Regions from separate parts of the Pan troglodytes genome. Here regions 2 and 3 are each linked to region 1. A link is a contact called in public Hi-C data. All regions are on one chromosome and are shown on one strand. Each heading gives the region's core, a stretch centred on a gene start, on an enhancer-like site or on the middle of the called end of the contact. The rest is flanking DNA. Distances are from core to core; before and after follow the strand shown. Region 1 has its middle 520 kb from the start of SOX2. Region 2 has its middle 15 kb from the start of SOX2. Region 3 has its middle 170 kb from the start of SOX2.

What was found. Hi-C and Micro-C count contacts between places; a contact is called where the count stands out from the background.
Region 2: a Hi-C map of stem cell-derived neural progenitor cells shows a contact between it and region 1, with 7 times the contacts expected there. The contact joins two enhancer-like sites. A contact is called at or near these places in 1 of 7 Hi-C or Micro-C datasets (stem cell-derived neural progenitor cells) and 1 of 1 datasets of contacts at active chromatin or transcription factors (stem cell-derived excitatory neurons).
Region 3: a Hi-C map of stem cell-derived neural progenitor cells shows a contact between it and region 1, with 4 times the contacts expected there. The contact joins two enhancer-like sites. A contact is called at or near these places in 2 of 7 Hi-C or Micro-C datasets (induced pluripotent stem cells and stem cell-derived neural progenitor cells).

What each region holds. Positions count from the first base shown.
Region 1 is chr2:185,411,481-185,415,423 of NHGRI_mPanTro3-v2.0_pri, forward strand. No RefSeq gene overlaps it. Among named protein-coding and RNA genes, the nearest start is that of SOX2, 520 kb to the left of the region's middle. Within about 2 kb of position 1,726, at least 13 of the 24 cell types and tissues checked have an H3K27ac peak or open chromatin away from gene starts, as enhancers often do. A contact at or near this core is called in stem cell-derived neural progenitor cells, where this site is marked.
Region 2 is chr2:184,901,885-184,905,827 of NHGRI_mPanTro3-v2.0_pri, forward strand. No RefSeq gene overlaps it. Among named protein-coding and RNA genes, the nearest start is that of SOX2, 15 kb to the left of the region's middle. Within about 2 kb of position 1,912, at least 11 of the 24 cell types and tissues checked have an H3K27ac peak or open chromatin away from gene starts, as enhancers often do. A contact at or near this core is called in stem cell-derived neural progenitor cells, where this site is marked.
Region 3 is chr2:185,054,563-185,058,505 of NHGRI_mPanTro3-v2.0_pri, forward strand. No RefSeq gene overlaps it. Among named protein-coding and RNA genes, the nearest start is that of SOX2, 170 kb to the left of the region's middle. Within about 2 kb of position 2,184, at least 5 of the 24 cell types and tissues checked have an H3K27ac peak or open chromatin away from gene starts, as enhancers often do. A contact at or near this core is called in stem cell-derived neural progenitor cells, where this site is marked.

The sequences.
Region 1 (3,943 bases), core at 476-2,975:
ACAGCATGTTTTGTTAAGTCTTCCAGAAACATCCAAGTCCTGGATTACTTGTATATGAAGATTGGTTATATACAAGCATATACTTATTTGATTCACCAATAAGACCAAATAATTTGATTCCCACATAGACAAAATTCTCCTAAAATGCAATTCAGGATAATCATTCCTTCTCAGACTTTATTTTTTCCCTCCTGTTAAAACCAAAATGCAAACAGGACTGGGGGAAAATTCTCTAGTCCAAATAGACACGCAACATGCAAACTGCTGTTGCAGTTTTGCAGACTGCTGTTAAAAATGGCACCATACATAGGTAAACTTAAAGTAAAATTTAAAAAAATTCATGGAAAACAAAACTAGAACAAACATTTTCATAGCACACTAAAAATAAATAAATAAATATATATATAAATAAATAAAAGGCACCATTAAAAAATCACAGCTCCTAGAGGCAGATAAAACCTCAGACTGGGTTTAGTCAAGCAGGATACCAAGAAAATTTTTTCATGGTTTTGGTAATTTTACTTCCTTTTTGTCTGCCTACAAGACTTCCTTCTACCTCAATGAGTGTTTATTATTATTACTATTATCATTTAACATAACTGACACAATTAGTCTTTTGAAAGAACAATAATGAGATGGACAAGTGGGTCTCTGGCTTTTGGAGAGGGTTATTAATAAGTCATTTGTCACTAATAGACTGGAAAAATAATTTGTGGCCTATGTAAGTGATAAAATATCCTTAATTTGAAGACATTGCTTATAGCAAGTGTTTAGGAGTTGAGAACCCACAGGACTGTTCAATAATGATATTGAGTCTAAATGCAATGGTAATAAGTAATCTGTTGTTATAATGATACCAGTTCCCATTTATTGAGGGCTTACTATGCACAAAGCACTGTTCTAAGCACTGGCATGCATTATCTCATTATACTTCACAACAGTCTCTATGAGAGAGTACTATTATTGACCCCACTCTACAGATGGTGAAAACAAGGCTTAGAGAGATCATCACTTGCTCAGTGCTACAGAGTCAGTTGTTAAGCTGAGATTTAAACCCAGATCTCTTTTACCCCAAAACCTGTTGGACTAATCTACAACACAACTTTGCCTTCTGTACTCTGAATCCTAAAATAGTCAAGCTGAAAGCAACCTCTGAGACTGCAGTCCAGCCTCTTTCTTGTACATATGAGAAAATTGAAGTTTTAAAAAGGAACTATGTCTTTCTCATCACCCTAATAACAAATTGGTGACTGAGCAGGCCTAGAACTCAGGTCTCTTGCCTTCAATTCCAGATAGAATGTCATTCTATCATTTAACAAAATTTGCATGACCCAGGAGACTAGAAGACTAGCTCTGCAGTTTAACACACACACACACACACACACACACACCAGATAAAATACCCAAGAGCTAAATTCAGGTTGCTTCTGTGTTTTCTAACTTGCAGCTGCTTCATTGCAGGATCATACAACACATGATGCGACAGGGACTTAAAGCCACACATAAAACATATTAAATGTAGTCAGCAGTGATGAGATTTGGTACCAAATAAGAAGCTTTAATTAATTTTAAATGGTGCTTTTCATAGTGTCAAAAGCTCAGTCCACTGAAGTGGAAAAGGGGGTTGGAATGGCCAGATCCTAGCAACCCAGCTAATCTGGGCCCTTCTGAGCAAGCTCATTTGGAATTCTTACATCAGTGCATCGGCACGCCGAGGTGGGGCTCATGGGGACAAACAAAATAGCAACCCCAACTCCGGCACTGCTCAGAATCCCGCATCCCGGGGAGGCCTGAGAGTTCAGCTGTATTAAGGGGCCGTTGGAGTTTCCCTGTTATTTGTCTACTTTTTGAGGATTAGAACTTCCGCTGGGCTGTGTTCATCTGTGCTGAGAATTTAAACTCGGTACATGCAACAACAGGAACAGCGAGATCTGCTAGAAACGTTCAAAAAGAAGTCTGTTGTGACTTTTAAAAGCTGTTAGATGCACAAAGAGCAATAAATTGAAGGGTTTCTGATTTCTTCGGGGAGTGTATATTGGGCAGTGATTTCTTTTTCTATTTCCTTCCCCCCACATCATGAGCCTTTGTTTCAAGGCTGCGACCGTACAGATATTCACCATGTAGACCTATTTGAGTAGCATCATTTTAGAAAGGCTGGTACACCCACACACACCCCCACACACAGGTGAACAGGAACCTTCTTTTTCTCTCCATGACATAGAAATAGAAACTATCGTTATGGTCCTTCTTCCTAGAGGCCGCAGAACCATGTAGTAAGAAGCAAACAGTAAGGACCAGTTGAGATTTTCTGTGACCCAATTCCCTGGATTTACAGGTGAGGAAACTGTGGCTCAATGTGCCATGACAAGAATGAGGACACAACTGCAGATTTCTCTATTTTCCTGTTCCTTTCATTATTACTCAGCTCATCATTTATAGGTATTGTTTATAAGAACAGCATATAAATAAGAGCCAGGTACCAGTTGGGAATGTGACATACTTACTATTTTCGATGTAGGGACTATGTTATGCATACATATTGATGACAATAATGATAAAAATTGTGACTAGTTCTTAACAAGTGAAGCATTCATTTCGGTCAACAATCGTGGATCAAAAATATTTTATTTCTGCCTATTACTTTATCTTACATAAATGCACGGCTTGTCATGTGAACATAACTAACACAAAATAATTATAAGTTTCTGAGGATCATCCATTCATTGACAAGAGTTATAAGCTTTTTTCTTTTTCCCCAAACTCAGACGTGACTCTGTTTTGTCCCCTACAGAAAGAAACAGTAAAACATCATCCAGTCCTCACCCATGCTTTCTGTCCCTGTTGTATGAACAGGGGTCTAGAATCAAGACCATCCTGCAGCCTAGGTGATTTGCTATTAGTGGTAGGAATGTGCACAAAACAGTTTAGGCCAGCATCCAAAAGCACATATCTGTTCAGTGATCTAGTTCCTGAAAAGGAACTAGAAATGATCAGGTTTCCATCACAGGATTTTTAGAAACTTGATATTGGCAAGATTGGAAATATTTTAAGGAGATTCTTTTTAGGTGTTCCTGTTTTTTCTACATTTCTAGCCTATATCAAATTAGAGTGAGAAAGAAAAGGAAAGAGCTAAGAGAATAACAATTGTACTTTGCATTACATTGAGGAACACTGATTTTCTAGCATTAATTTTTAATATTTACTAATGAAAAGTCACAGAAACTCAGGTAAACTCTTTATTGATGGTTTTAAACATTTTTTTTCTTAGTATACTTGAGATATCCTTCACAGTTGTTTAAGTCATTTCATTAACTCTGTATTGAGTATCCCAATAGGTTTTTCCCCTGCAAACAATTGAATTTTCTTTTCTACCTGTCCTTTTGCCTCCTTAAACACAATCCAAATATGGGATGCTGGTATTAGTATGGTTATTACTGGACTTTTGAAAGCATCTTTTTGGTCTTATCTACCAATCATTCCACTCAGAAGAAAAAAGTTAAATTGAATGGAGCCTGCTTGTCTTGTTAATAATAGTAGCTCTCATCATAGAAATATTTTATACAGTACTTATTCAATATCTTCTGAGAGATGTGTGTATGTGTATAATAATATTTTTAAAAATAAGAAAGTTCTTGGCATATATGAAGTATAAAACTACCAAATATTAAAATAACTGAATCAATAGAATTTATAAATAGATATTTGTTTTGCCCATCTATACCACTAAAATGCAAATAATATATTAGTTAAAACTTAGAATGGAAAGAAAAATGAAATTTAAATGCTAATCTGAAAACATTCTTTGTTTGCATGTAGGGATGTGCAGTATGAAACTGTCTCTCTCAGCTCAGCCACTTAATAACTAAGCAAGGATTAAGGTAGCAGGTAATAGATCTTGTAAGTACAGAAAATGGAGGGAGTTGTGGGAGTGAGTGTGGGGAGA
Region 2 (3,943 bases), core at 662-3,161, 510 kb before region 1:
TTTTTTTTGTGGTGGTAGTGGTGGTGGTCCTCAGATCCTAGCAACCACCTAAAGTTTCCAGTAGTAATTAGAGCTTTTATCGGGCTTGCTCTTCAGCCCTTTATATTGCCGATTTAGCGTTAAGGCATTAAGTCCACACACCAAATTAGCGCGACTCCCAAATAGCCACAACCACTTATTCTCCCCTTCCCTCATTTTGGTGGTTGGACACCAAGAGCATGGGCCTGGGACTTTTTTTTTTTTGGGGGGGGGTTTTACTTTGTTTTGATTTGATTTTTAAAACCTATTCGCTACCGCACTGTCTTGGAATATACTTGTTTCAGGCAGAGTTTTGCAAGGGACCTGAGCCATTATTTTGCAAACGCCTGGAAGAGCACATGAAACTCAGAGAACTACAATGCAGACGGCAACGCCTAGAAGGAATGGGTCCCCGCTGCTCGAATGAAAGATTAATTACATTTGCCCCAAAAGCCCCAATTCTAACGGTCTCTATCGCGGCTTTTGCCATCACTGAAGGACCGCTGTCTCTGGGGTCTTCAGACATCGGAGTCCTTTGCAAATGAAGAGCCCCCACCATTTGGAATTCGGGTCAAGGAGAAAGACTCTGAGCCTGCAGCAGTTTTTGTTTTTGCGTGTGCCCGCCTCTCCATTTTATTCAACTTCTTCTGCCTGTCGGGAAGCAGAACAATCGCTCCCCACCCACCCCCCTCCGCCCCGTTTCTAAGATAAACAGGAGGTGCAAAATGCTTTGCCTGCACACGCGCCCTCGTGGCCCAGACTTCCTGCAACCCCCAGCGCACCGGCCATGCAGCTGTCTCCCAACCAGACGTGGGAGAAGACATCCCCCCTTCACTCTTCCCACCTGCATTTAAAAACCATCACATTGACTGCTCTAGAGTCAGGTTCACATTTTTGGCCCTCCATGCCACCTTCCAGTTTCTTCCCGGTCCACTCTCTCTCTTTCTCAGGACCTAAAAAGTGACGGGGAGAGGGTGAAGAATTGGAGAAAGCAGCGGATTTTCAAAACGTATCCCCCCCGCCCCCCCATCTTTTAAAGTAGTATGTTACCACAAGGAGTGCATTTGGGAAACTTTCCCTAACAGGAGCTGGGCGCAGTGTTATTCTTCTCCATGGGTCTGCTGGCCTCCCCGCCCCCGCTGGACAATGCGTGCTTTGAGACTCGGTGGCCTGCAGGCAGCGGGAGACGAGGGGACTGGGCAGCCTTCCTCCAAGGGGCCCGCAGCTGGGGGAGCGCCAGGCAGGGAGCAGGGACAGGGAGGCGAGCCACGCAGGAAGGAAAACCATAAAAGTGCCATTTTTTCCCTCAGCCCTGCACAGAGGCAGGCTTTGAGGACCTAGGGGCAGGGCAGCTGGGGCGGGGTGGGGTGGGGGTGTTGAGAGGTTTTGCGTGTTCTTTTTACCCCCTTTCCCCCCACTGAAACATTTTATTTCGGCACATAATTATGCACTGCAGATTCTCCAACCTCCTCGCCCTCAATCTTGGTAACCTGGTCTTTGGTTAATAATATCGCAACTCGGGACTTCAACGCTCAGACCCCCTCCAGGCCCCAGCCTCCGTATTCTCGGAGCCCTCCACTACTGATACCTCTCGCGGAGTGCGGCGCCCCGGGAAAAGCCTCTTGGCCAGGGACTCTGGGACATTACTTTCTAGTTTGTTTTGTTTGTTTTTTGTTTTTCTCCCAGAGACCACCACCACCCTCATCCTCTTCAGGCAGCATTTAGGAGAGGACCTCTGAGATCAGCAGAAGCCCTCAGACGGTCACCATATTGGTGGAAGCGTTTGTCTGATGTTTTAAAACGTATACCAAACGGGGCGTCAGGGCCACGTGCTGTGCCTTCGAAACGCCGCCGCGGGCCCTGCCTTTCAGAGCTGCGGCAGCCGGGGCTGGCGTGGAGGGGGCGCTGAAACCACCGGCGGGCGTCAGGGGCCAGCGCTGAGCTGCAGATCTGGCCGCAGCGCTGAGTGAAGCGAATTATCTGGAGCGTGTTTGATCTGGGACTGCGTAGTCAGCTTCTGCTTTATTTGTTTGTTTGTAATCTCATATTTAGCAAGCCGGGACGGTGGCAGCAAGGGAGAAAGGACGGGATGGAGGAGGGGGCTTCGCGGTAACCACACCCCTTCCTAATGAGTTAATTTCCATATTTGCGCCTCCCGCATCTAGCGCCCTCTTTTTTTTTTTTTTTTTTTTTTTTTTTGCCTGACGCCACTGTGCTGTTGCGTCTTGCGCAGCGCAGACACCTCCACTCTGGATTGAAACGAAAAAGCTCGCGGTAAGAGCAGAAAATTGGTCTATTGATACATTCGCTCCGAGTGTTGATCTTGGCATCACCGGTAGCCGGTTAATTCCCCCACCCCGCCCCCGCCAGTGGGTCGCACGCGGATTGCCGAGGGCTTGCAGGCACTCAGGCAGACGCAGACAGAAACCCACATCGACCCCCGCCTTTCCCCGCCTCCAGCTGTCCGACCCTCAAGTCTCTTTCTTTTTCTTTTTTACCCAACTCCGGATTATTTTCCCCCTCAAGGTGAGGGCAGTGAGAGCAGCGAGGGCACAGTCCGCACAAAAAGGGGGAAAATAATCGCAAACCAAGGAACCAAAAGTGAAAGTTTCAAACTAGATACCAACCCTGATGGAGGTTGGGTGCTGACCCGACTGTGGGTACTTAAGAGAAGGAAGGAGGAAAACTGAGGTGGTGAGATTATGTCCACAGTATGGGTCGGTTAAAAGTTGTAGTAAATTAGTTTTGGGAGGGCCCTCACTAGAAACTCAAGGCGGGTTTCAGCAGATTTAACCTGGTTTCCTACACATTTTTGCGGTGATTCTGCTCTGGAAATTGGCGAAAGAGACAGACCTTTACAATTGCTCACCGCTCCCTGCCCCCAACCACCCTGCTTACTTTCGCGAAGCGCATTAGGATGTGGGCTCTGGCTTGAGCTCCAAAATAGCTTGCTTGTCAATTGCGAGCTGTAGCAATATCAAAGTGAACTGTCCCAAGTAACTCTTGTCTAGAAGCTGGGAAGAAGCTTAAGCAGCTCGCTTTAATGATGATTTGTAGCTCGGCGAGGGGCACGGACAGCAAACACCCCGCAGGTGTGTGCCGTAACACCATCATCCGGACTTGAATGTAGATTACTCTGGCGATCGTTTGATCGGCCCTTTGAAACCCTTTACAATTGCCTGTGACGAACGGCCAGTCTCAGTTTTTCTCTGAATAATCCCTGAGGGTAAGTCCTCCGGGCTTTTAAAGAGCTCTAGTATTTTTTTTTTTTTTAAGAATAAAAAGAAAAACGTTCGATTTTAGTTTAGACCTCGTCAACTTTTAGTCGCTAACAGGCATCACTCAAGCCAGTCAATACTTAATGACCGTTAGTTACCCTTGCTGTCTTCCTAGAAACCATATACATATGTGTGTATATATGTATGTGTGTGTATGTACCTACATACATACTTTGTGTTTATAAAAAGGAGAACAATGTTATTAATTTCATTTTCTTTAGTTTCATACCTCCTTGCCTGTTTATAGAGGTGTGTGGGGGTGTTTATTGTAAACATGCATTATTATTATTAATGCCATTGTTAATCTTGTCTTAATGCCTTCTCTGTTCTCTCTGAATTATACCTACTCAGTGGGAGTTAACGTAAAGGTTAAAGCTTTACAAAGTAAAACTAGAGTTTAACCCCCCTCAGCACCTTCACACCAACCCCCGTCACCAAAATGAAAATGTAGTGCTGTTCAACCTTTAATATTTACTTAGAGTATTTACATAAGGGGAGGGAAATGAACTTTTGTCTGAAACATACAACAAGCGGCACTTTGATTTTATAAAATAAATGTCAACAATTGCTAGGGCTTATCAAACTGGGGTAGGGAGTGGGGTGGAAGTGCAGTTGGATTAAAGGCCCATTCCTGCCACTTCAGACTA
Region 3 (3,943 bases), core at 934-3,433, 360 kb before region 1:
CACTGCAACCTCCGCCTCCTGGGTTCAAGCGATTCTCCTGCCTCAGCCTCCCGAGTGGCTGGGATTACAGGTATGTGCCACCACGTCCGGCTGATTTTGTATTTTTAGAAGAGATGAGGTTTCTCCATGTTTGTCAGGTTGGTTTCAAACTCCTGACCTCAGCTGATCCGCCCGCCTCAGCCTTCCAAAGTTCTGGGATTACAGGCGTGAGCCACCATGCCTGGCCTTTTGTTTTAACTATCATAAAATTGGTATATTTGAGAAATGGGAGCCTTTGGATCATAACATTTCAGATAGATGGTTCTTTAGATAATATAAATTGTTGCATTATTTTGTGAAGATAATTGAATGGTTTACCAATAATTATCAAAAATTCTTAAAAAAAAAACCCCACATTCTTGTGACTAGTAAATATCCCTGTAAGAGAGACAGTACAGTCCAGGTTCAAATCCATGCTTTCTTGCTTACTGGCTGTGTGACCTTGAGCAAATTCATTATTTTTCTCCACTATATTTCATCATTTGTACTTACCTCTTAGTGTTATTTTGATGACTAATTAAATTAATAAAGCTATTATTAAAAAAAATAAGGAATCAGCTGGGCATGGTGGCTCACACCTGTAATCCCAGCAATTTGGGAAGCCAAGGTGGGTGGATCACCTGAGGTCAGGAGTTCAAGACCAGCCTAGCCAACATGGTGAAACCCCGTCTCTACTGAAAATACAAAAATTAGCAGAGCATGGTGGTGCCCACCTGTAATCTCAGCTACTCGGGAGGCTGAGGCAGGAGAATCCAGGATGATTCTGTTGAACCCAGGAGGCAGAGGTTGCACTGAGCCAAGGTCACACCACTGCACTCCAGCCTGGGTTCCAGAACAAGACTGTCTCAAAAAAACAAACAAACAAACAAACAAAACCATATATATATGTATATGGAATTTCGACAAAGATTTATGTTTGAAGATACTTGTTTCTAAGGTATTCATAATAGTGAAAATTTGAAACCAACCTGGAATTTGAATCCAATCCTGGAAAAGTGAGAAAATAAGTAGGAGTTTACTATTTATATAGTGAGATGTTAACAACAAAACAACATTGCCAATGAATTTATAAAAATTGTGGAGCCTGGGCGTGGTGGTTCATGTCTATAATCCCAGCACTTTGGGAGGCCGAGGCAGGTGGATCACGAGATCAGGAGTTCAAAAACAGTCTGGCCAAGGTGGTGAAATCCCGTCTCTACTAAAAATACAAAAATTAGCCGGGCGTGGTGGTGGGTGCCTGTAATCCCAGCTACTCAGGAGGCTGAGGCAGGAGAATTGCTTGACCCCAGGAGGCAGAGGTTGCAGTGAGCTGAGATAGCACCACTGCACTCCAGCCTGGGTGACAGAGCAAGACTCTGTCTCAAAAAAAAAAAAAAAAAAAAAAAGATTGTATACAGTTTGATCACAATTATATAAATTACATAAAAACATTCATAGCAAAAAGATTTGGAGTATATACATAAAAATGTTACCTCTGAGTGGTGATATTCTGTTGTGGATTTAATTTTTTTATTATTACTATTATTATTTTATATTTTCCAGAATTAACCAAACTTCTTTCCTTCTTTCCTTGCTCCTCTCTTTCTCTCTCTCTCTTTCTGACTTTTTTTGTAGAAATAGGGTCTTGCTCTGTTGCCCAGGCTGGCCTCATACTCCTTGCCTCAAGTGGTCCTGCCACCTAGGCCTGCCAAAGTGCTGAGATTATAGATATGAGTCACTGTGCTCAGCTCAGAATTAAGTTTCCGGAGCATTATCTTTCTAATCAGAAGAGAACACAAAACAAAAATTAAATCATCACTAAATATTATTTAAGGGAAAAGCAGGGCCCTTAGTTGTGAGCCAGCTTGACCTCTGGTGAGGCTGAGAAGCCTGAACCTTCTAACCATAGCTGTCCTCTTGGCCTGTTTTTCTATGGATGCATTATGTTAGTGAGTGCACTTCAGCAACTGTTTGCCAAGTTCTGGATTTTTTAATAATTCCTCTTCATCCTTTTTTATATGAGAAGGTAGTGACCGTCCTGGAAATATATGTCATTTCAGCACTCCAGTTGGCTCTGGATCCTGAATTGTTGCAGCCTGTTTGCCTGGTAATCTCCTTGTCTGTGTAAGTTGTTAGGGGCAACCAAAGGCAGCTGATCACTTAATTGTTGAAGGCCAGAAACCTGGCTCTTTCATTAGTTCCCATCATGTTCTTGAGAGCAGCCAGTGTTCGGCCTCGCCAGGTTTTCCATCCTTTCTAATTGAAATGGTATACTTTTCTTTGGTGTACTCACTGAGACTTTAGCCTGATGAGTGGTATACAGAAACAGCTGCATACTAAAACAAATTAAAATTTTTCTATTGTTGATCATAGATAATCTATTTAAGGCAGATAAATGAAACCATCTTGGTGTCAATGACATACAATAGAGTGTTTTTGTTTTTTGGGTTTTTTTGTTTTTTTTTTTGTTTTGTTTGCTTGTTTGTTTGTTTTTGAGACAGAGTCTCGCTCTGTCGCCTAGGCTGGAGTGCAGTGGCGTGATCTTGGCTCACTGCAAGCTCCGCCTCCCGGGTTCACACCATTCTCCTGCCTCAGTCTCCCGAGTAGCTGGGACTGCAGGCGCCCACCACCATGCCTGGCTAATTTTTTGTATTTTTAGTAGAGACGGGGTTTCACTGTGTTAGCCAGGATGGTCTCAATCTCCTGACCTTGTGATCACCCCTCCTCGGCCCCCCAAAGTGTGGGGATTACAGGCGTGAGCCACCGTGCCCGGCTTGTTTTTTTGTTTTTGAGACAGAGTCTCGCTCTTTTGCCCAGGCTGGAGTGCAGAGGTGTGACCTCGGCTCACTGCAACCTCCGCCTACTGGGTTCAAGTGATTCTCCTGCCTCAGCCTCCAGAGTAGCTGGGACTACAGGCGCCCACCACCATGCCCAGCTAATTTTTTTTTGTATTTTTAGTAGAGACAGGGTTTCACCATATTGGTCAGGCTGGTCTCAAACTCCTAACCTCGTGATTTGCCTGCCTCGGCCTCCCAAAGTGCTGGGATTACAGGCGTGAGCCACTGCGCCCGGCCCAGTTTTTTCTTTGCTTAAAATTGGCATCACACTGTTCCATGTTTTCTTTTTCATTTTTGTTAGGTTACTGATTGAGAATCCTCAAATACATGGAAATTGTGGGTACCTTGTCTTTTTTTTTTTTGCAAGACGGAGTTTCACTCTTGTTGCCCAGGCTAGAGAGCAGTGGCGTGATCTCAGCTCACTGCAACCTCTGCCTCATGAGTTCAAGTGATTCTCCTGCCTCAGCCTCCCTTGTCTTCATATCAAGCAGTATTGACTTCCAATGAGTCTGTTTCCTTATGTAGTCTAGAGTATTGGTATTTTATGGGCAAGTGTAGTTAAATCAAATGTCCAAATCCAGTTATTTAAATGGGCAGTAGCGTTTTGAAGAGCTTAATTTGCCTTAAAAAAAAAAAAGATTTCCCTTTCTCTTCCTCCCACCAACCCCATGGATAGTTTTTCTAACACTGAGGCTTTGAGAACCTAGTGCCAAAGCAACCAGTTGGAAAGAGAAACATCCACGTAATGACTGGTTGTTTTGTCTATGCAGTGTGAAACAAGAAGTTGGCATGATTTTATTTTTCACCTAGTTGACAGTTTTGTTTTGTTAGATTTCTTTGGACTGAAATGATTTGTTGATTTGGTATTGTGTAAACCAAGCCCAATTCCACAGTACTTCTGTGACTATTAGGAAAAAAGAAAAAAAAAAAAAAAGCAGGTGAAGAGCGAAAAGGATAATTAAACTGCTAGCCAGGAGACTTGGTGATTTTGTTCCAGCTTTGTCACCAATCAGTTATGTGACCTCGGGCAGGTCATTTCACCTCCTCGGACCTTCATGTCCTTAAATGTCCTAAAATGAGGAGTCTGG